Linked DNA regions of Mus musculus: regions 2, 3, 4, 5 and 6 are each linked to region 1. A link is a contact called in public ChIA-PET, HiChIP or PLAC-seq and promoter capture Hi-C data. All regions are on one chromosome and are shown on one strand. The core of a region is the stretch at or near the end of the contact, and the rest is flanking DNA. Distances in the headings are between cores, read along the strand shown. Region 1 holds the start of Gfod2 (glucose-fructose oxidoreductase domain containing 2). Region 2 holds the start of Tmem208 (transmembrane protein 208). Region 3 holds the start of Pla2g15 (phospholipase A2, group XV). Region 4 holds the start of Nfatc3 (nuclear factor of activated T cells, cytoplasmic, calcineurin dependent 3). Region 5 overlaps Dus2 (dihydrouridine synthase 2). Region 6 holds the start of Zdhhc1 (zinc finger, DHHC domain containing 1).

Region 1 (4,071 bases), core at 957-3,456:
AGGAGGCCAGAAGAGAATGCCAGACTCTCTGGAATTACATTTATGGGTGGCAAGCCCCACACGAGTGCAGGGAAATCAGCCTTTCCTCTGCAAGAGCATCAAGAGTTCTTTACCACTGCGCCATCTCTCTACACGGCCCCCTTCTTTGTGTTTTAAGACTGCCCCAGAACTTGCCATCTTCTTGCTTCCATATCCTGGGTGCTAGGATTATAGGCATTTATCAGCCTCACACACACACACACACACACATACACACACACCACAAAAGTGGCTGATCAGGTAAAAAGTATCCGCTGCCCAGCCTGACATCCAAGTTTTAGCCCCAGGATCCACATGGTAGGTCTAGATGTCCCCGACCTCCATATTCATACACACAAAATTAATTAATAAGTTGTAAAAAAAACTATTTTTAATGGAAGACTACAGATCTACATCAATTAATACAGCGCATGCCTGGCACACACAACGCCCTGGGTTCAATTCCCAATGCTTTATAAAACCAGACATGGTAGTACACTCTCAGCCCGTGGCAGGCAGAGGCAGGAGGGCCAGAAGTTCAAGGTCATCTTTAGCTACACAGCGAGTTTGAAGCCAAATCTCAATAAATAAATTGAATAATTAAAGGATTAGACCCAGACCAATAATTTTATAGGAAAAGTGAGACAACACATAATAAGAGTACATTCCTTACAACAGAATTTTTATCTATAAAATATAGATTCTACCAAAAGAACTGCCTACAAAAATCTCCACTTCTGGGCTCCAAAACATGTTTTCAATTCTAGTCCTAAAGAGTTAATTTTCTCGATTTCTGTAAAATGGGTGTCCTGCAGCTTTTGTGTTCTCTGGTGTAGTTTTTCAGGAGGAAGTGAGTTTCCTATCACAAACAAATCTAGCTTCCCCTACTCAAAGACAATCATCTTCTCTTTACCACTTCATATCATACGGGCTGTTTCTTTCAACTGAATGGTCTTCCATTAAGAAGTCTTTGTGCGCGGGCAGTGGTGGCACACGCCTTTAATCTCAGCACTCAGGAGGCAGAGGCAGGTGGATTTCTGAGTTCGAGGCCAGCCTGGTCTACAGAGTGAGTTCCAGGACAGCCCGGGCTACACAGAGAAACCCTGTCTCGAGGGGGGAAAAAATAAAAAAGTCTTTGTGGCCACAAATCATAAAGTTAGTGCTGCGGCCGGTTTTCATTTCTTTCTCATGTACTCTTTACTTAGCAGGACACTGGGAGCAAGGAACATAAGTGTAAGATAACTTCCTTGCTGTCTATCCAACGCAATTTTATACCTTTACATTTCCGTCCTGTTCTTTAGATTCTGAGGCAGTCCGGAAGGCAAACTGTCCTCATGGCCATTCACCAATGCCCATCTCTCCAGGCATGTCTTTCCTCACCAGGGCTGTAATAAAGCCCTGACAGAAACACCTCATCTCATCTTTTGTTTCCACAAGTCCATCCGTTTGTTTGTTTGTTTGTTTCCTGAGCTACAAAAGCAGGCCATGGCCAACCAGGCACTCAGGCAGGGCTGGCAGGGTAAATCAAATGCTTCTAGGATGTTCCTTTTTCAAGCTTTTACCTGAACACCAGTTTCTTACATACTTTCTGCCTCAAGTGCAATCTCATTTTTCAATAGCTAGTAAGGCGACGAGTCCTTTGTCTGAAGTGTCCACACCTCACAAATCCTCATCCACAAAGCGCCCATCCTCACTCAGGTAATGGGGTGATCTGCTCCGCAATGGGCGGGGTAGCCTAGGGTTTCACATCTTTATGGGGATGGGTTAGGTTCAAGCAAGATCCTTACAGGATCCAAAATTCTGCGTCCGAATGTAGCAGGTCCCATCTCCGAGGTGGAGAAAACGAACCTCGGAGCGACCTCGTACTCAATGCCGTGCACACACTGGCATTTAGCACAGCCCTCCTCCAGCCAGGGCCCCCGCGTATACTCGCTTCCAACCTCCGGAGCCGGGCGGCGGCAGAGGCCGGGCCAGCGCCCGCTCCCGGCCGCGCCATGCCCTCTTTCACCCTCGCCCGCCGCCGGCTGCCTCTCACCTGGCATGCTGGCATTGCCCGCCCAGAGCTGCACGAGAGACCATGGATCCGGAGGGGTTTCCGAGGCCGTCCGCCTGCCCTGAGGGAGGCTAGTGCGGATGCGCGCGCGCCGGAATCCAAAGCACCGATACCGGGAACACGCCGCCTGGTTTCTAAGGAACAGGGGTCTCTGGTACGGAGGGGCGGGGCGGCAGGAGGACAGCGCATGCTCAGTGATGGGAGGTGGACCCGCGGGAGGCGGGGCCGGGATGAAGAGCTGCGCATGCTCGCGCCTTGGGGGTGGTGCTTGGGAAACCTTCAGGGAGCCTATTGCTGTCAAGTTTTCGGTGGTAGATGTGTTGATGGTAGCTGTGCTTCCAGCTTCGGGCGCTCTCAGATTTGCCAACCGGCCTCAAGAATGTAGATAGATGCTTTAGAGTGTTTCCTGGAATGAAGGTCTCGACAACGACCTATGTAGAAGCACAGGTATCTCCAACTGGTCGGATTTCTTTTTTGTTCGTTTTTTTTTTTTTTTTTTTTTAGTTTGTTTGTTTGTTTTTTGTTTTTTTTTCGAGACAGTGTTTCTCTGTATAGCCCTGGCTGTCCTGGAACTCACTTGTAGACCAGGCTAGCCTCGAACTCAGAAATCCGCCTGCCTCTGCCTCTTCCTCTGCCTCCCAAGTGCTGGGATTAAAGGTGTGCGCCACCATGCCGGGCCTGGTCAGATTTCTTGACAGGAAAGATTGGCTTTCGTGTTTGCTCAGGTGTCTGGTCTCTTTCTCTGGGTGTTCTTTAGTTGTTCTTTAAACGTCGTTTCTCTTTTAGGCTGTAATCTGAAGTTCCCCTGACCTCCTTATGGAGCCTGTGTTCTCCCAGGGAAATACATCTTGTAATGAGGTCAGCCTTAGTTTTACAGTGAAGCCGGTTGACTTCAGTGTGAAATTGGCTCTGTAGAATGTGACTGGGTTGGTTTTTTGTTTATGTATGTGTGTGGGAAGACTCTCTTGGTTACTTCTTAGTTGCAAAAAGGGAGGCTCCCAGTCCTCATCCCACAGCAAGCTGGAGAGATAGACTATGCCTGCTGACCTGAGGGGGTTCTGTGACCCTTTATCAGTTGTAGGACTTGCCACCATTACCACTTTGTCTCTACCCCTGGCAACTTCCAGAGTGAAACAAAATCTTAACTTTGAATCCTCTTCTTCAAATGGGCCTTTGTCTCCTGTCCATTGGAGACAAAGGATCAGAGTTAAAAATAAAAAGTGGATGTGCTGGGCTGGAGAGGTGGCTCAGTGGTTAAGAACACTGACTGCTCTTGCAGAAGACCAGGGTTCAGTTCCCAGCAACCACATGGTGGCTCACAGCCATCTGTAATGGGATCTGATACACTCTTCTGGTGTGTCTGAAGACAACAACAATGTACTTGTATAAATAAAAATATCTTTTTTAAAAATTGGATGTACTTTTTTTTATTTCTTGACCATGGTAATTCTTAGATCAAGGTTTTTCAGTAGGGATACTACTGTCATTTGAAGCATGATAGTTTTTTGTTGGCTAGAGCCTTTTGCTATAGGATGCTTAACAGTATCCTTGGCCTCTACCCAGTAGACGTCATTTGCATACAACTCCAGTTGTGTCTACCAAAAGTTACTTATCTGATTTCCCATTTCTTCCTCATTAACTCTTCCTTAAGAATTGTAGCTGGCTGGGCGGTGGTGGGTGGTGGCGCACACCTTTAATCCCAGCACTTGGGAGGCAGCGGCAGGTGAATTTCTGAGTTCGAGGCCAGCCTTGTCTACAGAGTGAGTTCCAGGACAGCCAGGGCTACACAGAGAAACCCTATCAAAAACAAAAAAAAACAAAACCAAACAAAACAAAAATAAAAGCAAACCTTTTCTAAGAACATATCACCTTCAGTAAACCTACCTCCAGTAACTTAGCCACCACCTGCTTCCTTTTTCTTTTTGTAACATTTTTTATTTTATTTTATTTTATTTTTTTTTTTTTTGAGACAGAGTTTCTCTGTGTAGCCTTGGCTGTCT
Region 2 (4,071 bases), core at 771-3,270, 430 kb before region 1:
CTACTCAAATAGTTATCAACCTTAATGTCATTAAGTGGTTTTTGCCCTCAGTCCAATTTTACCCTTTAATGCCGACTGCTCTCCCAATCTGAGGTCCCTAGTGACACTTGGACTTTAATGCCAACTGCACTCTCAATCTGAGGTCCCTAGTGACATTTGGGCTCATGTTCTTCTATTCTCTACTCACAAAGCTGACGGTTTAGACAAGGCTAACCCAGACTTCCCCGATCCCAGCTCTACTGGAGAAAGTTACCCAAGAGAGTAACCATTAGAGGCATGTGACTTCTCTCAGCTTCCGTGTCTGAAGTATATGAAGATGTGAAGGCATTTTAAAACCACCTAGATCAGTTCTTCAGGGACTGGATGGCTGTTAGCAGCATTTCTACCTTTGCAACATCACCATATTAATAGCTCCAAATTTTATCCAATGGAGCTAGATTCCTTTTACAGTTTCCTTCTATGTTCAGCCTTGCTAATCCATATATAGTCCAGTTTCAGTGCCCCTCGTGAAAAACCTGGGTTCACCACTAATCTCACAGTCCAGACCTCCATGCCTGGTTGGGCCTGCTGCTCCCAGAACACCCCCAGCCCATCCTCACTACCAACACAGCATCTCTTTTCCCGTATGTGGGGCTCTTTCTGCAAAGTCCTTCTACAGTGACTTCACTAGCCCCGCTGTGTTTTCTCCTTTCTTCTCAGATGCTAAGTACATACGCAGTACTCACCCAGTATTTACTGGACTAAAGATAGTCCTTTGCCTCTACTTTCACCAAAGGTTTGCTCAGGGAAGGGGTGGGGGATAAAGGAGATTACTATTCAGAGGAAAATGACTAGGACCAGAGAGGAGAGACATGAGGAAGAGTATGGATGGGACTGGGATGACTAAGCCCCCATCCCTAGGGGGCTAAGAGGGAAGACTGGACTAAGAGAGTGGCTGACCTATCTTCTGAATGATCAACCCTGGGAGCCATGCTAAAGGACAACATGTCTTAATGGAAAGGATCATACATAATTCATTATCCTGAGAAATGCCTTTCTAGCACTAGAGGAGTAGAGATAGGGGTGGAGTGGTCATCCCATGAGAGCACCCCAAAAGATTACTACTACTGGTAACCCATGGGGTTTACAGGGATGAATAGATACCTTCTGGGGCCAAAAGGGAATAGGATGTCACGACTCAAGGGAAAAGGCCTGACTTCCTAGGGCAACGAGAGGGGGTTGCCAACCCTCAGGGCAAAATGGATAGAGAAGCCATTTCAAAAAAGGTGCAAGACACAAAGCCTGCATCTGTATCTCCTTGCCCCTGGCTAAAGGAACAAACACCCCATGGGGTTGAATAATACAGGGGCAGCCATCACTAGGGGTCTAGAATGAGGAGCAGGCTTGTCTTACATTAAGGACATTGGGTATGGTCCCCAGAACTAGGGGGCGGGAGCAGTCTATTTCCAACTGCGAGGACGGTGGGGGAGGGGTGGAGGAAATGGAACGACCATTCCAAGGGGCCAATGGGGATAAAATTGATTACCCTTCAGGGACGGTGGAGCGGACATCTTCTAGAACTGAGGGGGAGGGAACGGCCATCTCAAGGGAAAGGGATGGGCAGTGAGTCCGTCCTCATTGAGGTGACAGAGCAGCCATCTTCTGGGGCCAATGGGTAAAGAGGGAATGGTATCCCAACCGAAGGGGTCGAAGTGGCCCCAAAGAGGACCGTTACCCAGAGTTTTCAGGTCGTGGGATCCGCCGGGCGGCTCGTTTCCGCCTGGCGGGAGGTGCCGGGCGAGCTGTCAGATAGCCTTTCCCCAAAGCTCGGGACCCCGAAGGCGGGGCCTGTCCCCGACCAAGGCCTGAAGGACCGCTCGCTTCCTCTCACCTCCAGAGGCAGCGAGTCCGCCATCGCAGTTCTGCCGTCTCCGCCCCCACGCAAGGTTTTCTGGGAAGTGTAGTCCCACCGACTCAGGGGGCGGGGCTTCGGAAGGAAATGAAATCCACTTCCGCCCAGGAGCGAACGATTGCGCTCTTTACCGGAAGTGCATGTGCTGCCGATGTGGTGTCTACTGACTGCAGTTCCAGTTACTCGCCCTTGTTTCAGTGGCTGGGTGTCTGCTGCGCACCATGGCGGTAAGGGACAAGGCGTGGTCTGCACCGGCAAAGCTTTCCCGATGTTGGGAAAGTAAAAACAGAAGGGCTCGAAGGCATAAGGCACTGGGCCAGAGAGGGGCGCCACCCAATGGACTGTGCTAGACCGAACGGGATGCGGGGAGAGTGGCCGTGCAGGACTACACCAGGACTAGTGTTGGAGGCTAGGGCGGGCGCGGGCGAGGGTAGTTGCCAGTTCCAGATCTAAACCACTACCCCAGAGGGACGCCATTAAGTTCCGCTGGAGTTTTCCCGGAGAGGATCTCAACCCAAAGCTGAACCTTACGAGGAAAGCCAAAGAAGATACTAACGTAATTTGAATTGTTTTGGGGTGAGCATTAGGCGATCATAACTGGGGGTACAGTAAAGTCGGTGTCCTAACTATATTAGGAAGATGGACTAGAGGAGTGGTCGGTATCTCAGGGATTGCTAGGGTTGACAAAGCACGCTAAGGACTTGGCTGCGGGGTAGATAAAGCTGCAGGTAACCAGGCTGGTACAGGGAGTGAGGAGGACTGAGGCAAAACAGCTCTGACAGCATCTCACCAACCCTCCGCAGCCCAAAGGAAAAGTGGGTACCAGAGGGAAGAAACAGATATTTGAAGAGAACAAAGAAACTCTCAAGTTTTACCTTCGGATCATACTGGGAGCCAACGTAAGTTGCTTGCCTTGTGCTTTCTCTGCCCTCTCATTCCTATCTGATTAGGAGCGCTGGCAAATGACAGCCAAGGCTCCAAAAGAGAACGTTGTAAAGAAATGAAGCCAGGCAGACACCAGCCTGTAATCCCTGCACCAGGGAGGCTCAGGCAGAAAGATGGGCGGTTTGAAGTTAGCTTTGAGTAACAAAGAAATCCTATCTCAAAAAAAAAAATTAAAAATAAAAATAAAAAGGGGTGATGGGGTTAATAAGTGAAGCTGGCCATAGTGGCATATAACTGTATTTCTAGCTATTTGGAAGACTGAGGTCAGAGTGTTGAGTGGTAACCAGAGCCCCACAGAAAGACTGAAGTCTCATTCGAGAGAGTGAGAGCAGGTGTAGCGCCGTGGTGGAGCCCTTGGCTAGGCTCTGCCAGCATCGCCAGCAAACACTGCCCTCCTCCCCCCAAAGTATCCAGGGACTGAGTGGTCAGAGCACTTGTCGCTCTTACAGAGGACCTCGGTTCCACTCCAGGGGCACCACATGGTAGCTCGAAACCTTCTCATTGAGTGGATCCAATGCCCTCTTGTGACCTCTATGGTACCAGGCACAGCGTCAGGCACATGGTGCACATAGATACATTGCAGGCAAAAACACTCATACATGTAAAATGTATTTTAATTTTAAACCATTTAAAAAAAAAAAGTAGCCAGGCACAGAAGAAATATGAACTAGACATAGAAGCAAAACATGAAGAAATGAAGGGGAAACAAAGCAAAACAACAATAAATAAATAAAAAGTCCCAGCTGAGATTTGTTATACTGAGGCCATACCAAGCTTATACATGTTATACTAAGGCTACTCTTCCTGGACAGATATGAGTCTAAGCGCTATCTGACTCAGAAAGCAGAGGTCTTCCACCACCAGGTTTCTTCCTCCTAGTCTGGCCCAGTTCTCGGTCAGAGTTGAGGAAAGCCCATAATTTGCGGGGTGGGGGGCTGGCCTTCAGCCCTAACCTGATCGTGTTTGTGTGCTTGCAGGCCATCTACTGCCTTGTAACCTTGGTCTTCTTCTATTCCTCTGCCTCATTCTGGGCCTGGGTAAGTATCCTGGGAAAGGAGTGTGCACGCGCGCGCCCGTGCATGAATGGTCAGTGGTGCCAGCCTGTGACATTCTCACTCTTGTCCTACAGATGGCCCTGGGCTTTAGCTTGGCCGTGTACGGGGCCAGCTACCACTCTATGAGCTCGATGGCTCGGGCATCCTTCTCTGAGGATGGGTCCTTGATGGATGGTGGCA
Region 3 (4,071 bases), core at 1,127-3,626, 390 kb after region 1:
AGAACACAGGACCATCAGCCCAGGGATGGCACCACCCACAGTGGGCTGGACCTTCCCATGATCACTAAGAAAATCTCCTACAGGCTTAACTGCTCACATTCTGATCCTCTGGAGGCTTTTTTGAACTGAAGTTCCCTCTCTTTTTTTTTTTTTTTTTTTTTTTGCCAAGTTGACAGAAAACCAGCCAAGACATTGGGCCATGTAGTAAACCTTTGTCTTTAAAAAGAGGGAGGGAGCTCAACTCCCGATTTTGTCCACAGTGCCAGCAAAGGTCACGGTTAGCCATTCCCGTAGCAATCCTGACTCCTAATAGCTTGGGTGCTTGGGGAGGTGGTGCATCAGTAAATCCCAGTTGAAAGAGTTGAAAGCAGTGCCACTCTTCTGAAGTCTGTGGTCTTCTGGGACTGTGGTCATCTGAGGATGATAGTTTAGCCAAGATGTTCATACTGGCCAATGCCCAAGGTTGTCCAAGCCTTCTAGCACCTCCCCACCCCCTCTTGGCTCTGGACTTCTGACTGTTCCTAGTCTTGGCAGAGTGTCTCGATGACTCTGTACTGGCCTTCACCAGACCAGTCTGTAGCAACCTCTTACAGATGCAAGAGATTAAAGTAGGAGGCAGTGGGGCCTAATGTATTGGTTAGTGGGCTTTAAAATGCCCTGTTCTCTGGGGCTAGAGAGATGGCTCTGTAGTTATGAGCACTTGTTGCTCTTCCAGAGGCCTACAGTTTGATTCCCAGTACCTATATGGTGCCTCACAACTGTCTGTAACTCTATTACATTAGACTGAAGTCCTCTTTCTGACTTCTGCAGGCACCAGGCATGTATGTGATACACATACATGTAGGCAGAAATACTCATACATCTAAATAAAACAAATAGATCGTTTAAAAACAAAACAAAACAAAACTTTCTAAGCTGTGAGGTGATGGCACACACCTTTAATGCCAGCTCTAGGGAGGCAGAGGCAGGGGGATCTCTGTAAGGTTGGGGCCCAGCTTGGTGAGTACCAGGATACCCAGAACGGCCGAGAGAAATCCTCCTGTCTCAAAAAACCAAAATACAATTTAATAAATAAATAACTTCCTATTTTGCTATAAAAACTAGAATTGTTGGCATTAACGTGGGGTCAGCTGTTTACCAAGAAGAGGGAAGGAAGAGGTGGGGGGTGGAGCAGAAGTCTTGGGACCAAGCAGTGTCCCAGAAGCACAGTTGGCCTTCAGAAGGAAGTATGTAGAGGGTTATTTCTCAGAAGCACTGGTCAGTTCACCCCCAGAGTGTTGGCATATTACTGGGTGTTGAGCCTTTTGCCTACTACCGTCTGGGCCCCAGCTCCTCGCTCCAGTCAGTCTTATGCCCTTCCTGAGTCCTCAGGCTTGCGCGGACAGGGGCTAAAGTGCCAACATGAGCTCTCGAGCCCTGTTCTTTGCAGGGGAATCCTACAGAGAAATGGTTCAGACTTTCAGATCCAAACCACTCCCAACTCTATTCGTGTGCTGCACTTACAGAGTGACAGACCGTTTGAAACAGGCTGATCTCTGGGCCGTAGTGCCGCAAGCCTTTAATCCCAGCACTTGGGAGGCAGAGGCAGGCGGATTTCTGAGTTCAAGGCCAGCCTGGTCTACAAAGTGAGTTCCAGGACAGCCAGGACTGCACAGAGAAACCCTGTCTCGAAAAACAAAACAGAAAGAAAGAAAGAAAGAAAGAAAGAAAGAAAGAAAGAAAGAAAGGAAGGAAGGAAGGAAGGAAGGAAGGAAGGAAGAAAGAAAGAAAGAAAGAAAGAAAGAAAGAAAGAAAGAAAGAAAGAAAGAAAGAAAGAAAGAAAGAAAGAAAGAAAGAAAGAAAGAGAGAAAAAGAAAGAAAAAAGAAAAGAAAGAAAGGCTGTTTTAGCTTCTTCTCCCAGACCTGCTTCTTGGGTTCTAACATGCATTTCTACCGGCAAGGCAGACAGTAAAAGTTTTCTGGACGTGGGCGGCCAAACCTAGATGCCCCTGGGGATGCCAGTGTAAAGGCCGTATAAAGGTCCTGGACAGCTGCTGGTCACCCGAGTTCCAAAACACTAACTTCCTCTTTTTTTGTTTAGAGACCATTCACCCATAGCAAATGAAGGGCATGTTTTTGGTCCTTGTGCTGTGGGAAGGCTAGGAATTAGGAATGAGAACTACTTGAGTGGACTTTGAGAATTGTTCTGTGTTGGGTTCACGGTGAGGTGAGATGGGGCTGTGTAGGAGCAGGGCGACAGCTGGGATGATAAGCGGCTCCCATCGGTTGGTCGATCGATGCGTTCGGCGCGCAGCAAAGTCCCGGAGGTGGGCATGGGCGGGTGGTGAGCTCCGGTGGGAGGGACGCTCGTGGCGGAGAGTTGCAATTGGTAGAGCCTTAGCAAGAGGCGGGTCTTAATTGACTGGTATCTGCGAGCGGTGGGGTTAACTAGCTGAGCTGCGGCCCGGGCCTAGGCACGATCCCTAATCTCTAAAGCAGCCCCTTGGACCTGCGACCACAGTCTCACGCCATGGATCGCCATCTCTGCACCTGTCGCGAGACCCAGCTCCGGAGTGGCCTCCTGTTACCTCTGTTTCTACTAATGATGCTGGCAGACCTGACGCTCCCGGCCCAACGTCACCCCCCGGTGGTGCTGGGTGAGACTCGTGTTCAGGGTGGTGGTGGGTGGATCCTGCAGGATCCAGTGCAGCCAGGGTCTGGTGGGCCAACTGCTCTGTTGTGCATCTGCTTTAAGCACGAAACCCAGAGCATTTGGTTTCTAACCTGGGTCAGTTCGGTTAGCCCACCTCCCGCCATACCGGGCATGGGTGTGGTCTGGAGCCCTCTGAAACGTGAGAGTAAAGGGAATAGATAATGTCTGGCTTTCCACTCCACCTAACTGCAACAGCTCCAAACCTTGCCTCGCCATGCCCCCATTTCTTAGCTGGAAAGACTGAGGCAATTCAACCCTACTTCAGCGGGTTCCTAGGCAGTCTCAGAATCGGTCATTACCTCCTACCCTCTCTATTTCACAGGGAATGAGTGGTAGCAAGTTCTATCCACGCTGGCCCCCAAAAGCATTTCTCTGCTCTCAGCTTATGGAATGGATGGTATTGACTTTCGAGGAGATGGCCTAAGGGAAACAGGGTGGCTAAGGGAAGGGAGGAGAGAGGAATGGGGTTGGGACAACAGTCTTGAACTGGCGTTGAGGGAGTCCGGGAGTCTGAGAGCATGCCTCCACTCTCCGCTTCCAGACCTAATTACTCTAGGCTGTACTGAGGCCAGGTGACATTCCCTGCCCACTTGCTCTTCTGTCTTAGACTTGGCAGCGGAACAGAAATAACAATGTTTCTATGTGGTAATAGGCCAGGCTAAAATCTCTAGGAGTCTTAGATGCCCCATTCAGCCAATGGAAGTCGTTTTGAACTGGTGTTTCGCTGGCCAGGACTCCTGAGAACAGAGACATGCTGAAACGTACGCTATATATATGTTTATGTATGTATATGTGTGTGTGTGTGTATATATATATATATTTTCTTTCTGCTGGAGCATAAATTCCTGTGCTCTTTCTTCCCTTTTTTCTTTTTGTCTTGTCTTAGACAGGGTTTTTCTGTGTAACCCTGGCTGTCCTGGAACGCACTCTGTAGACCAGGCTGGCCTTGAACTCAGATACCCACCTGCCTCTCCCTCCCAAGTACTAAGATCAAGGGTGTATGCCACCATGCCTAGCTGAGAAACCCTCTCTTGAAAAGCAATGTCATTCTAGGTCAGCGAAGGGGATGGGGGATTCTGAGCCTAGGTTCCCTTTGAGATTTGTATACAGCTGGACCTGCCTCTCTCAAGCTTCCTGGATGGTAGTAATAGTGCCTCTCAGAGAGGTCATCCTGAGAGGTGAGAGAGAGAGGTGTGGGAGCGCTGGGGAAGCCTTCCTGGAATATGCAGGAAGTAAGGTGGCTTGGAAGATTGCTCCAGGCTGGTCAGCATGGAACTGGGGGAAGGCAGGAGATATGGGTGGTGTAGAACTTGTGACTTGGTCATCTGGACTTTAACCCTGAGGACCAGTGTGAAGAAGTCACGTGTGAATGTAAGAAG
Region 4 (4,071 bases), core at 400-2,899, 300 kb after region 1:
AAAAAAGAAGAAGAAGAAGGAGGAGGAGGAGGAGATGATGAGCTCCTGATCTTGGCCTCTGCCATGTGAGTGCTGGCACTCCAGCCATGTGCCATTAAGTCTGACTGCCTCCTCTTCCTGCTGATCTGAATGCCCTTAGCCAAGTGTTCTATAGAGAAGTGACTATTATAGTCTCCAGCTTAGCATCACCCAGTGACCATGCCCACTCATACAGCATCACCTTTGGTTTCTGATCATTGGTCCTTCCATGGAACAAGCTTTGCTCGTCTTTTGCTTGGATCTCCAGTTTCTACTACTCCTGTAGCGTGTGGGTGGGTGTTCAATGTCCTCAGAGCTCCTATCACAGCTCTAATCTCTTTGCACAGTAATTATATATTTGCTATTCCTCTCTCTCTCAACCCTGATGGGAGACTATCTCTGTATCTCTGTGTCCCTCATAAGTACTGGTAAAGCCCTGAGCAGGAATAAACCAGTCCAAGATGAATGGCTCACGAGCTCAGAACATTCCTTGCTCTTCTGACCCTAGGCTTAGCCGGGGTCCCCCTGAGGCTCACTTAGTAGCCCAGGAATCACTGAGATGCAGAGATCTTTGCAAGGAGCTTGTGCTTGCTCCATTCTCCCAGGGGCTTTTGTGAGTAGTATCAGACTTGCTGTCGTGGAGGAGGTGGTCACTGGCTTCTCCCAACTCCTTCTCTTAATCATGCGCTAAGTAAACAAGACTGAGTCCCCAGACTCCAAGGGATGGTGTCTTGGGCCATCTCATGTCTCACCGGGGAAGGCAGACTCTTTGAGGTGAAACCAAGATTGAAAGCCGGTTCTTTTTGACAGCGTCACTTCCTATATGTGGGCTTTCCTTGCTCGGGTGTCACAATGCCTTAGTCTCACGGTTATGTACTAAGATGCAGAGGCCAAGAAGGGTACTTTTCTCTGTGTCTGCTCAACTTCCGTCAAGGACCAGACCTGGTCCCTCTGATTTAGGTGAGGCCTAGCTAGAATGCATGGCATCCTCTCCGGGCCGGCTTGAGGGGACAAAGGCACAGCCACTGAGACGGGGCCCCACCCCAGAAGGGTGGCTCTGAATCGACTCCAGACTTGTCTCGCAAGGTTTTCTTCGGCTCCACCCTAACCTACCCAAAAGTTCGAACCAATCCCTGGCCCTCTCCAAGTTACGCCATCGAAGTTGGTATGGAGGGATGCGGGGGATGAGTGGTAACTTTTGAGGTGGTCTAACGAACGTATCCACTCTAAACTCAGCTATAAGTGAAAAGTACCTCTGTGGGGCCAAATATCCGGACACCTATAACCCTGGCGCTCTGCTACCCACTTCCTCGACATGAGCTCCGCCCGATGAGGGGGAAAAAGATAGTCTCCAATTGGCCTACGTGGGTTCCCAATCTAATTAGACAGCGCTATTGGCCCTACCCTGGTCTTGGTTTAGAAACTGCGGAAGAAAGAGAGTTTTAACTACAACTTCCGAGAGGGAGCAGGGCTCTGGCGCTTCTTGCTCACGTGACTTCCTCCTCGCAGAGGACTCACGCGATAGGTCGGTGAGGAGGCGGGGCCCGTGGCTGTCAGCGGGGCCAGCGGCCTATGGGCTGCCCCGTCGGGCGGGAGCGCGGCGAGGGGCGGGGCTGGGCGCGCTGCAGGGCGCGGGAGCGCGCCGGCGGCGGTGGCGGCAGTGGCGGCGACTGTGGGGGTGGGGGGCGGGGAGCCTTGGTTGAGGCGACCGTGGCTTTTCTGCACCCTCGACCGGCGGCGGTGACGGCTCCCGGTGCGGCGGGGCGCTCGGCCAGCTTTCTAGGTCGGAACGGAACGCTCGGCCTCGCGGGCCCCGCCCGGAAAGTTTGCAGTGGAGCCGCGACCTCCTGGCCGGCGCGGCCCAGCATGAAGCGGCGCTGAGGAGCCGCCGCGGCCGCCTGAGGAGGAGGCGCTGCACCCCGGGCCACGCCGATGACTACTGCAAACTGTGGCGCCCACGACGAGCTCGACTTCAAACTCGTCTTCGGCGAGGACGGGGCACCAGCGCCGGTGTCCCAGGTCTCGCGGCCTGCAGGTGGGTGCCGGGCCGGCCGGGACTGTGGAGCGTGCCCTCGCCGCGCTCCCGCCAGCTCGCCTTCCCCTCGGTCCCCCTGGTGCGTGCGGGTGGCGAGGAAAGCCCGATTTAATTTGAGGAGGAGAAGGAGGCGTGTGGTTCGGGGCGACGTGGAAGTGTCTTGGCTGCGAGCGAACTAGTAGGGAACTCGACTCCGAGAGGCCAGTGGCCGGCGGACGCCCGGGCTTTGGAGGCAGAGGTTGTTGGGGCCAAAGCCCCAAGAGGTTTCTGGTTGTCGTAGCTGTGCCAGCGTGGTGCAGAGGAAATGTCTCCGAGAAGTGTAAGCGCACTTCGCTGTCTTTAGGCTAGTTGTAAAATTCTTTATTTGAAAGATGCGTGTTTTCAAATTCCACTTTAAAAAAAAATCTACTTTGCTAGAAGAGCGAGTTCGAGTTAGTGTCCACTTGTGTAAATTTATATTCCATCCACGCTTAGTTTCAAGTATACTATAACGGACCTTTCTGAAAACTGGGTTGTTTTGCTTGGGCAAAGTGTTTCTGGAGATTAAAAAACAAAAACAAAAAAACAAGATACGTTGCCTTTTAAAATTACAGTTCTCCTAGAATGTTCTAGAAGGCATTTTTTAATAATTTTAAAAAAAAAAGCTCTTCTCAGAAGATGTTTTAAAAGATAAGTTGGGAAAGCTGGACACCATAATGCTTGCGGGTCAAACCAGTCAGTAAATAGAAACAGGATGATGACTGGGGACTTAACTCTCTCCTGTGACCTGGTTTGGAATAGTGTGGTTCGTTAAGTTCAGCTTCCCTATTACATATGCAAGAGAACTTAGAAAAAGAAGATGGATAAGAGTATTCATGTTTATTCTTTCCAGTATTAAGTGAATTATTTAAATTTTTTCATAGTATTGTGAGGGCTAATACATTGTTTTCTCAGCGTTGCATTGAATCTCTAGGTGGTACAATACCTTTTAGTTCCTTTTCAGCCTTCGTATACTGTTTTCAACGTAATAAATATAAAGTTAAGAGTTGACTGTAGAGCCGGGGCGTGGTGACGCACGCCTTTAATCCCAGCACTCGGGAGGCCGAGGCAGGCGGATTTCAGAGTGAGTTCCAGGACAGCCAGGGCTACACAGAGAAACCCTGTCTCAAAAAACCAAAACCAAACAAACAAAAAACAAAACAAAACAAAAAACCCAGTTGACTGTATTCATTTCCAGTCCCATTAGCATTATTTTAATCAGCCTTAATGTCGAAGATACTAGTGGATACTCACTGGGTAGTGTATACTGATGCAGGCTCCTGCTCCTGATGAAAATTGGGAAACAGATGAGACACAGCTCAAACAGCTATTACTCGGCAAACTAAATTGTCATAAATTTTATATATAAAATAGAAAAATGGGGTTTATGGAGCTGATGGCATTGAGTTGCACTTAGGTTATGGAAATTGAAAAAATAAAACAACTTGTTTGAGTGAATTTGTAGAAAACAAGTTTGCAATTGGATTTGTAGTTGAAATTCCCAAAGATAAGCATGAACAGTTTTGCCAGAAGCCGACTTTAAAACGTTCTGGGCGGTTTTCTCGCCCCCCCCCCAACCCCACCTTTTGTTTTTTCTATCATTTCTTTTTTAGAGTCTAGTTCTGTCAGGTCTGCCGCCTCATCTTCCAAGTGCTGGTATTGGTGGCCATGTGCCACCATAATCAGTGGTCATTTTCTTAAGGATATTTGTTTTCCATTATGGTGGAAATCATATGAAAAAGTAAAACTTTATGCTTTTGTATTTTACTGAGACAATGTTTCAGTATGTATCACAGGCCAGCTTAGAACTGTCCATGTATCCCAGGCTGGCCTCAGAATGGAGATACGCCTCCTGCTTCAGCCTTTGAGACTACTGGGGTTACTGATGTAAAACACCGTACTCGGCTATTTTATTCAACACAGTTGTGGTTTTATGAGTAAATACCACTTACGTTTTGAACCACGACTCGTTTTTCATGGTAGTTAGCATTGTTTTGGTT
Region 5 (4,071 bases), core at 576-3,075, 280 kb after region 1:
CTGGTTGCTCTTTCAGAGGCTCTGAGTTCAATTCCCAGCAATTACATGGTGGTTCACAACCATCTGTAATGTGATCTGATGCCCTTTTCCGACATGCAGGTGTATATGAAGACAGAGCCCTCATATAAACAAACAAACAAACAAACAAACAAATAAATAAATGAAAAAAAAAGCCTAAATAGACAGGTTAAAAACAAGAACCTAAAAATGATTTTAACAGACGAAAGTAGAATAGTTTATTGAAACTGAATTGGATGATGTGGTACATGTACATTTGAAATCCCAGCAGTTGGGAGGAGGAGGCAGGCGTGTTAGGGATTCAATGTCAGGTTGGACTAAGACCTTGTCTCAAAAGATCAAAGCCAAACAAAGCACAGAGAGGAAAGAGGAAATTGCTTAAGACCCTTTTTCAAATGTGTGGCAGACAAAGCCAACTTCAGAAGCTATGGCTTTGTGACTCCTAGCCGCAGCATTAGTGTTCCTTCTCTGTGATACCTGATGCTACAGGAGGCTATGGTAGTTCTTGAGATCCTAGCCACAGTTCAGTAACAGCCTAGGCTTTAGAGCCTGCAGTCAGAGGCCCTGTGTAGAACGGAGGGGACAACTGTGGATCTCAGAATGGTTTCCACACTCCATGCCTAGCTGGAGTGAGAGTTTTTCTGATGGATCCTCATGGGCCTGGCAGTGTCCCCCTTCCTTAAAGTACTAAGTGATGTCTCACAAGAGGCTCCAGTTCACGTGTACACACAGGCGGTTTCCCTCTCTTCCATCACCTGACTAAGTAGGCCAGTGATGTTGCCCCTGCCCCACGTAAAGAACACATTTGGTAAGAGGCAGCAGGAATGCACGCCGTCTCAGAAGCTTGCTTCATTCTGCTACGGTCACGTGTGCCAGCTTGGCCTAGTGAGTGCTCTTTACTTCATGAAAGAGAGGCTTCAGGCTTCCACCAAGTTAGATGTGACTTAGGCATGTCGGGCAGGGTTCATTTCACGTCCACACTGTACTGGCAAGCTGGGAACTGGCTGAGAGCTTTGTGGGTACTCTGAAAGTTTTCTCAAGATAAGGTTGCTCACGTGGGGTCAGGAAAAAACTATGGAAATACATAGTGATAGTGGCTTAACTATACTGTGAAGGTAACTGGATTACTTACACTTAAAAGTGTTTCACAGGACTTTAATCCCAAATGTAGGGAGTAGGGCAGAAGCAGGTGGATCCCTGAGTTCGAGGCCGGCCTGGTCTACAGAGCGAGTTCCAGGACAGCCAGCGCTACACAGAGAAACCCTGTCTTGAAATAAACTGAAGAAAAAAAAAAGGTAGCAGATACTTATAATGTTAATCAGTACTGAAGAGGCTGAAGCAGGAGGGTTTTGAGTTTGAGGCATCCTGCACTGTGTAACAGAGTCCAAGACAGTCTGGGGTACACAGTGAAACCCATCTCTAGAACCAAGAAGTTAAGGGTGGGACAGAGCTAATAATGGCAAATTTCCTTCCTTCCTTCCTTCCTTCCTTCCTTCCTTCCTTCCTTCTTTCCTTTTTTTTTTTTTTGAGAGAGAGAGAGAGAGAGAAAGAGAGAGAGAGAGAGAGAGAGAATCTTATGTATTTTAGGCTAGCCAGTAGATCTGGTGAGACAAGCCTGCTCATGGTTGGATATTCTGTTCCTCACTAGATGTGAATTTCATCCCTAGTCCTAGTCCTTCCCCTCCTCTGGCAGGGACATGTGACATGATTTAGCTCTGGGTGGTGGCGTGTCCACACTGCTAAGACAGCCTCAGGTTGCCTGTTCTTCCCTCATGTGGTCCTAGCAAGTGACCGGGTCTTTCACTTCCCTAATCTCCTTCCTGGTTGTGAATGTGAATGTGAACAGGAATGCCTAGAAAGTACCTAGAGCTACTTAGAATGAATCAAAAGGGAGCCCTCTAAGGCTGAGAACTGTATCAAACCACTTGGTATTTTCGTCATTGCATTTCAAAGGTTCAAAGTTAGCACTCGCCAGGGAACCTTCTAGATATGTTGCTGTGAACCAGAGTTATTAAACTAATGTGGAATTGATTGATTGATTGATTGATTGATTGATTGATGTGTTTTGCGATAAGGTCTCACGTACTCTGGGCTCCTTATGATTCAAGAATGACCTTGGACTCCTGCTCCTCCTGCCTTTACCTCCCAAGTGCTGAGGCATGTGCCAGCATGCCTAGCTGGAGTGAGAGTTTTTCTGATGGATCCTCATGGGCCTGGCAGTGTCCCCCTTCCTTAAAGTACAAATTTAAGGCTTGCCAGGATGACTCTGGGCAATCAGGTCTAGTCTGCTGTGTGAGGCAGCACCTGGAGAGTGTTCCTGCCCGCCTGGCCAGCAGGGAGGGTCTTGGTGGTGAACTGTTGGCCTTTCAACAGTTTCATATCCTTAGCTCTCAGATAAGGCCTGTTTTACTGTAACCGGCTCTCCGCTGCCCTCATCTGTCTAGAATTCAGGTAAATGCAAGTCCTCCTGCCTGCCTGGTAGCTGTTGCCTAGGAGGCACCTTTTGCAGGGTAGGAGTCCAGTGTTTGAGATCACCTTCCTCACACTCGTGCCTGACCTGAGATTTTTGATGTAGGAAGAAGATAGCAATGCCATAGACATTCAGGCCGGGTTGTCTCTCTCTTGGTCTCTGATTCTCACGTTGCCATGTCATGCTGCCTCCTTGACTATTTTCCCGTGTTAACGTCTTGATCTTTCTTTGCAACCTTTCCTAATTGTTATATAAGAAGCATTTAAAAACATGTTAAAAGTGTCATATTTTCCTTTTCCAGTTTATATATTTGTTTGTTTGTTTGTTTGTTTTTTGGTTTTTCGAGACAGGGTTTCTCTGTACAGCCCTGGCTGTCTTGGAACTCACTTTGTAGACCAGGTTGGCCTCGAACTCAGAAATCCTCCTGCCTCTGCCTCCTGAGTGCTGGGATTAAAGGCATGCGCCACCACGCCCGGCTTCCAGTTTATATATTTGTATATATGACTTTTCAAAATAGGAGGATTCATGAGGACAGAGCCTAGGCTCCTAAAGACCTTCCTTTCCCATTCTGGTTCTTGGGCTGCCACCCAGGGACTATTCCTTTTACTCAGAAAGGAAGCTGCCAGTTGCTGGGCAGTGGTGGCACATGCCTTTGACCCCAGAGAGAGATGAATCTTAGAATTCAAGGCTAGACTGGTCTACAGAGTGAGTTCTAGGACAGTCAGGGCTACACGGAGAAACCCTATCTTTAAAAAAAAAGAAAGAAAGAAAGAAAGAAAGAAAGAAAGAAAGAAAGAAAGAAAGAAAAGAAAAGAAGAGAAAAGGAAAAAAAAGAGAGCTGTTAGTCATGTGTTCATAAACAGGACTAGGCCCCAGGATTATGTTGAGTGTATTAGGCAATGATTTTGAAAATACAGGTTTCTAAGCTCTGTCCCTAGAGAACCATTCAGGAACTAATGTGATGGCTCTAAGAGTCTGTTATTTAAGCTTTCCAGGTAATTCTGATGTTTTTCCTGGCAAAGAATCACTGTGTTCCACACAGAACTGCATGCAGGCTCATTCACTCACTCACTCACACTCACACACACACACACACACACACACACACACCAGGCAAGGACTTGCTAGTGTTGAAATTTTAGCCCCCCAGAACAGAGGTTGACTCCTTGTCTCGTGGAAATTACATGTAAATCATAAGACAGGTAATAGCAAGTGCTGTTCCTCTCCGGTGTGCATGGGTCTTGTAGGTGTACACAGGTCTTGTGTAGGTGTGTTAACTATTGCGGGCAGTGTGGTTTGCTCCAGACAGATGTTCCTGTCTGCTCTTCTTTGCAGATCCTCAGCACTCTTGTTAAAGGGACACACAGACCTGTGACCTGTAAAATCCGAATCCTGCCCTCGGTAAGACTGTGACATTTGAAGGTCTGTACGTTAGGCTGTATGGGGTCCGGTGGTGGAACTGAGCCGACTTTAGGAGTCAGCAGCTCTTTCCTTGGGTCCTTAATGACCACCTTGTGCTGGCATCTTTCTCACCCAGCTGGAAGATACCCTGAACTTGGTGAAGCGGATAGAGAGGACTGGCA
Region 6 (4,071 bases), core at 896-3,395, 260 kb before region 1:
TGGTACCCTGTGAGCCCAGAACAAGGCCGAGGTGCACTCTACAGGAGGGGTACACTCCTGAGCAGCTGGCCTTCCTCTCCTAAGATTCCCCTGAGTAATTCTAAATCACGTTTTCAGTCTTTCCCCAGGACCTGCTTCTAAAATAATTCTCACTGAGATCTACTGTGCCTCCGTTTAGACCGCATACAGGGGAGCCGGGGAGAAAACGCTTTGCAGAGCACATTGGTTTAAGTGCAGAGAGTCACTTATAAAAGACTTCTAGGGCAAGTACAGTGTTTATTAAAACTCCCCACAGGTGCCAGGAAAATCTGTGTTCTTAAACAGTCTAAGTAGCTACGGTTCAACTGAGGGATACATATCACATCACTTCCAGAAAATAAGCTAGAGCTTAAAGCTGTTCTCAAAGGCCTCTCTGGTCTTTGGTCTCAGATAATGCGGCTGGGCCTTTACTCTCTCTCTCTCATAAACAATATGCTGAAGTCAGTTGCTATGGCAAGAGAAACTTGAAATGGTTCCTGAGTTGACATGCTGCGCAAACATTTCCATATTGTTCTCCTCCGCAGCAGCCACCACAAACACTGGGATACAAGTCCAGGAAGAGTAACAGAGGGCAGCAGGGACCAGAAACCAAATCAAGGGAAGGAGGCAAGGGTTGCTGACTTCTAACCAGGAAATCAACTGGTGATTGTAGGAGCCAGCCTCGGGGAACACCCACCAAGAAAAGTCATTAAGAACAAAGGGTGACAGAACAAAGTAAGAAAAACAATAGGGGGAGAAAAATCTAGGCTAATTAAACACCACAGCTGCTTTTATTACATCTCCTGGTGATTATCTGTATACAGCTGGTCTCCCACAACCAAAACATCAGCTCCACAAAAGGAGTGACCACCCTCATCTAACCTAGCTCGCCCTTGGTAAAGGAAGTGAAGCCACCCACTTCTTACCAGCTCTGCTACCCTAAGATCACTGAGCCCTTATGCTGTTTCCATAATAACAGCCGTTGCTGCCACTTAGAAGGCACTTATTCTACGCCAGGCGCTGCTTGAAGCGCTTACACAGAAATTCACTTAATTCAATACTCTGAGGTAGCCCTATGATTTCAAACTGTTCCCACAGATCTCTAGTCCTTGGTCTCATATGTGGCCTCCCCCATCCACCCCACCTCCACGATCCCCTGTTACTTTGTCTCATGACACGTGACACGAGAACATGACAACAACACTCCGTATGCACAGATGAGGACCGGGAGAGATTTGTGGGTTCCAGGAGGCTCGGCTACACTCGCTGCACTATGGTAATCTTCAAATGATTTCTGCTCAGCAGACAGAGAGGATAAAGCCCTTTTGAAAATTTGAAACTCATTAAACGCTTCAGGGACTCCCTTCACGTTCTGGGATAAAAGTTGAAAACCCTCACTTTAGGAACTACCCTAGCATTTCCGTCCCATACTATACTAATGCTCTGCTACCTGGACTTTTTTGTTCGCTTTTCCCTCTTTCAGAAACACCCTTCCCCTAGTCGCAATTCCGGCTCCTTCCCAGCCTCCGTGTTTAAGCATCACCTTTAGGGCCCACCCGAACCCTTAATGAGACCTGAAATTACTCTAGTCACGTGTCTGGCGCCTGTTTCCCCAACCCATCACTTAATTCTCTGTGGGTTGCGAAGGCTGAAGGCTCGGAGGCCCGACGCATGGCACATTGCCTGGCGATCGGTGGGCGCTCAGTGCGGATCTATGGCCCTGATTAATGATAAAAGGAAGTCCCGCGCTCCACTGGGTCGGCGAAACCCAGCAGCAGGCCGAGACAGGCCCAGAGTCCCGCCAGGCACCGGCGCAGCGCGGGCCGGTGGCTCAGGCCAAGCTCGGAGGTGAGAAACGCTGCAGCCGCTCCTCACCTGCGCGTGGTGGCAGCCGCGCCAGATGCGGCCTGCCAAGGTCAGCCAGCGGCTCGGCCCCGCCCTGCCCGTCCACCCTCCCCAGGGCGGCCGCACTTCAGACCGTCCGGGCAAAGTCGGTCCCCCGGACACGGAGGAGACGCGTCCCGGAGCGCGGCTCCATCCCGGACGGAGGTTGGGCCTCAGAGTCCTTCCGCCTTAGCAAGGACCCGCTGGCAGTGCAGCCGTGCCAGGCCAAGGCAGGCTGGGCCTTGCCCGGCGCGGGGCCCGTTCCCCTGGCAACAGCGCGAACTACGGCGCCCCACAGCGGCCAAACCGCGCTGCGTCACTTCGCAGGAGCATCGTGGCTCTGGGCGGAGTTTGCCAAGTGCCCCCTGACTCTAAAGCATGCCCACTCTCATTTTCCCCCATAACCTTTCACAGGGAAAATACACTCTCTTCCACCTCCCATCTACAATTTGTCTTCCAAGAATCCTACTCTCCTCAAAACGTGTCATGTATCTAGTTTCTCCTCTAAATCACTCTTGGGAAGACCCCAACTAATCTAGGGTTTTTGCTCATTTTCTTTTATTTTAAATTGTGTGTGAGTGTGTGTACATGTGCGCGCACGTGTGCATGTGTGTATTAGAAACAGGGTCACATGCTGGCCTCAAATTTGCGATTCTCCCACCTTTGCCTCCCAAATTTGCTGGAATTCTAGTAAAGATATGGCTGCTGCACTCTCAAAGTATGTGTTAAGTGCCAGGCACATCATGAGGAGCACTCAGGGATTCCTGCCCTTGAAGGAAATAACAGGTTGAAGGAGACAGACCTAAACAAATGCCTTACCCAACTGAAAATGTGAGCAACTACAATGTAAGGTGTGAAGTATAAGAATTTAGTATTGATAACACAAAATGTCTAATTTTTTTCTTCAAATGTTTTGTTTTTTGTTTTGGGGGGTTTTATTGTTTTTGTTTAGGGGTGTGATGGGGATTGAGACAGAGTAGTAGCCCTGGCTGACCTGAAACTCACTATGTAAACCAGGCTGGCCTCAAACTCACAGATCTGCCTGCCTCAGGCTCCAGAGTGTTAGAATTGAAGCATGTGCCACCACATGCTTTTTTTAAGAAAAGATTTATTTGAGGGGAGCTGAAGAGATGGATCATAGGTTAAGAGTAATGGCTGTTCCTCCAGAGGTCCTGAGTTCAATTCCCAGCAACTGCATAGGGGGTGGGGTGGGGTGTTCATAACCATTTATAATGGGATGTGATTCCCTCTCCTAGTGATATATATATATCACTCATATATATAAAATAAATAAACAAACCTTTAGAAAAAGATTTATTTGTGGGTCAGGGGGAGTCAGAGAGATGGCTCAGCAGTTAAGAGCACTAAGCACTCTTCCAAAGGACCCAGGTTCAAACCCTAGCACATGTATGACAGCTCACAACTGTCTGTAACTCCAAGATCTGACACTCTCACACAGACACACATGCAGGCAAAACACCAATGCACATTTTTTTTTTAAAGATTTATTTATTTATTATATGTAAGTACACTGTAGCTGTCTTCAGACACTCCAGAAGAGGGAGTCAGATCTTGTTACAGATGGTTGTGAGCCACCATGTGGTTGCTGGGATTTGAACTCCTGACCTTCGGAAGAGCAGTCGGGTGCTCTTACCCACTGAGCCATCTCACCAGCCCACCAATGCACATTTTAAAAAATTAAAATAAAAAGACTTGTTTGGGGGCCAGGAATGACAGCTCATGCCTTTGATCCCAGCACTCTGGAGGCAGAAGCAAGAGGATCTCTGTGAGTTTAAGTCCAACCTGGTCTATATAGTGAGTTTCAAGCCACTCAGGGCTATGTAGTTAGATTCTGTCTGGAAAAAGACAATTATTATTATTACTATTTATTATATGTGTTTGTGTCTGTACTCCATGGAGCCAAAGATGTCAGGGCCTGTTGGAGCTGGAATTACAGGTGATTGTGCTGGGTGCTGGGAGCCAAACACAAGTCCTCTACAAAAGAAATACAGGCTGCTGACCACTGAGCCATTGCTCCAGCCCCAAAAGATCTAAATTCTTTATTGCCCTTAAATCAAGCATAATTCCTTTTAGAAGCTCCCATCTTCAAATTCAATATAGGTCTCCTCCACTAGACTCTCTCGTCCCAGATTACTCCAAAGGACTTAG

Evidence for each region. Promoter capture Hi-C pulls out the DNA fragments that hold promoters and counts their contacts. ChIA-PET counts read pairs in DNA pulled down with a chosen protein or histone mark. HiChIP or PLAC-seq counts read pairs in DNA pulled down with a chosen protein or histone mark.
Region 2: a promoter capture Hi-C map of pre-B cells shows a contact between it and region 1, with 2.6 times the contacts expected there. The contact joins the promoter of Tmem208 here to the promoter of Gfod2 in region 1. A contact is called at or near these places in 2 of 39 promoter capture datasets (liver and pre-B cells), 1 of 115 datasets of contacts at active chromatin or transcription factors (pancreatic cancer cells) and 1 of 9 other capture datasets (liver).
Region 3: a contact with region 1 is called in a promoter capture Hi-C map of pre-B cells, with 4 times the contacts expected there. The contact joins the promoter of Pla2g15 here to the promoter of Gfod2 in region 1. A contact is called at or near these places in 5 of 39 promoter capture datasets (the C10 cell line, embryonic stem cells, hippocampal neurons and 2 more), 1 of 484 Hi-C or Micro-C datasets (uterus), 2 of 115 datasets of contacts at active chromatin or transcription factors (bone marrow-derived macrophages and effector CD8 T cells) and 1 of 9 other capture datasets (macrophages).
Region 4: a contact with region 1 is called in an H3K4me3 HiChIP or PLAC-seq map of bone marrow-derived macrophages, with 5 times the contacts expected there. The contact joins the promoter of Nfatc3 here to the promoter of Gfod2 in region 1. A contact is called at or near these places in 11 of 39 promoter capture datasets (the 3T3-L1 cell line, the C10 cell line, the HPC-7 cell line and 5 more), 2 of 484 Hi-C or Micro-C datasets (bone marrow-derived macrophages and muscle stem cells), 9 of 115 datasets of contacts at active chromatin or transcription factors (astrocytes, bone marrow-derived macrophages, double positive thymocytes and 3 more) and 2 of 9 other capture datasets (adipose tissue and liver).
Region 5: an H3K4me3 HiChIP or PLAC-seq map of bone marrow-derived macrophages shows a contact between it and region 1, with 4 times the contacts expected there. The contact joins the enhancer-like site here to the promoter of Gfod2 in region 1. A contact is called at or near these places in 5 of 39 promoter capture datasets (cranial neural crest, embryonic stem cells and hematopoietic stem and progenitor cells), 1 of 484 Hi-C or Micro-C datasets (bone marrow-derived macrophages), 4 of 115 datasets of contacts at active chromatin or transcription factors (the SCID.adh cell line, bone marrow-derived macrophages, embryonic stem cells and 1 more) and 4 of 9 other capture datasets (adipose tissue, liver, macrophages and 1 more).
Region 6: a contact with region 1 is called in an RNA polymerase II ChIA-PET map of effector CD8 T cells, with 9 read pairs. The contact joins the promoter of Zdhhc1 here to the promoter of Gfod2 in region 1. A contact is called at or near these places in 2 of 115 datasets of contacts at active chromatin or transcription factors (effector CD8 T cells and pancreatic cancer cells) and 1 of 9 other capture datasets (adipose tissue).

The regions. Positions count from the first base shown.
Region 1 is chr8:105,756,401-105,760,471 of GRCm38.p6, forward strand. It overlaps Gfod2 (glucose-fructose oxidoreductase domain containing 2), which reads right to left and starts at 2,207. Exons shown (of 3, transcript NM_027469.5): 1 at 2,054-2,207.
Region 2 is chr8:105,324,357-105,328,427 of GRCm38.p6, forward strand. Tmem208 (transmembrane protein 208) reads left to right here and starts at 2,021. Exons shown (of 6, transcript NM_025486.3): 1 at 2,021-2,118; 2 at 2,695-2,790; 3 at 3,814-3,873; 4 at 3,966-4,071. The coding sequence starts at 2,113. It overlaps Lrrc29 (leucine rich repeat containing 29), which reads right to left and starts at 1,912. Exons shown (of 7, transcript NM_001368408.1): 1 at 1,871-1,912. The coding sequence starts at 1,894.
Region 3 is chr8:106,147,978-106,152,048 of GRCm38.p6, forward strand. It overlaps Pla2g15 (phospholipase A2, group XV), which reads left to right and starts at 2,377. Exons shown (of 6, transcript NM_133792.3): 1 at 2,377-2,636. The coding sequence starts at 2,510.
Region 4 is chr8:106,057,941-106,062,011 of GRCm38.p6, forward strand. Nfatc3 (nuclear factor of activated T cells, cytoplasmic, calcineurin dependent 3) reads left to right here and starts at 1,650. Exons shown (of 10, transcript NM_010901.3): 1 at 1,650-2,053. The coding sequence starts at 1,951.
Region 5 is chr8:106,038,001-106,042,071 of GRCm38.p6, forward strand. Dus2 (dihydrouridine synthase 2) reads left to right here. Exons shown (of 16, transcript NM_025518.4): 8 at 3,824-3,889; 9 at 4,026-4,071. Among named protein-coding and RNA genes, the nearest start is that of Nfatc3, 20 kb to the right of the region's middle. Within about 2 kb of position 1,826, at least 18 of the 459 cell types and tissues checked have an H3K27ac peak or open chromatin away from gene starts, as enhancers often do. A contact at or near this core is called in bone marrow-derived macrophages, where this site is marked.
Region 6 is chr8:105,494,917-105,498,987 of GRCm38.p6, forward strand. It overlaps Zdhhc1 (zinc finger, DHHC domain containing 1), which reads right to left and starts at 2,146. Exons shown (of 14, transcript NM_175160.5): 1 at 1,894-2,146.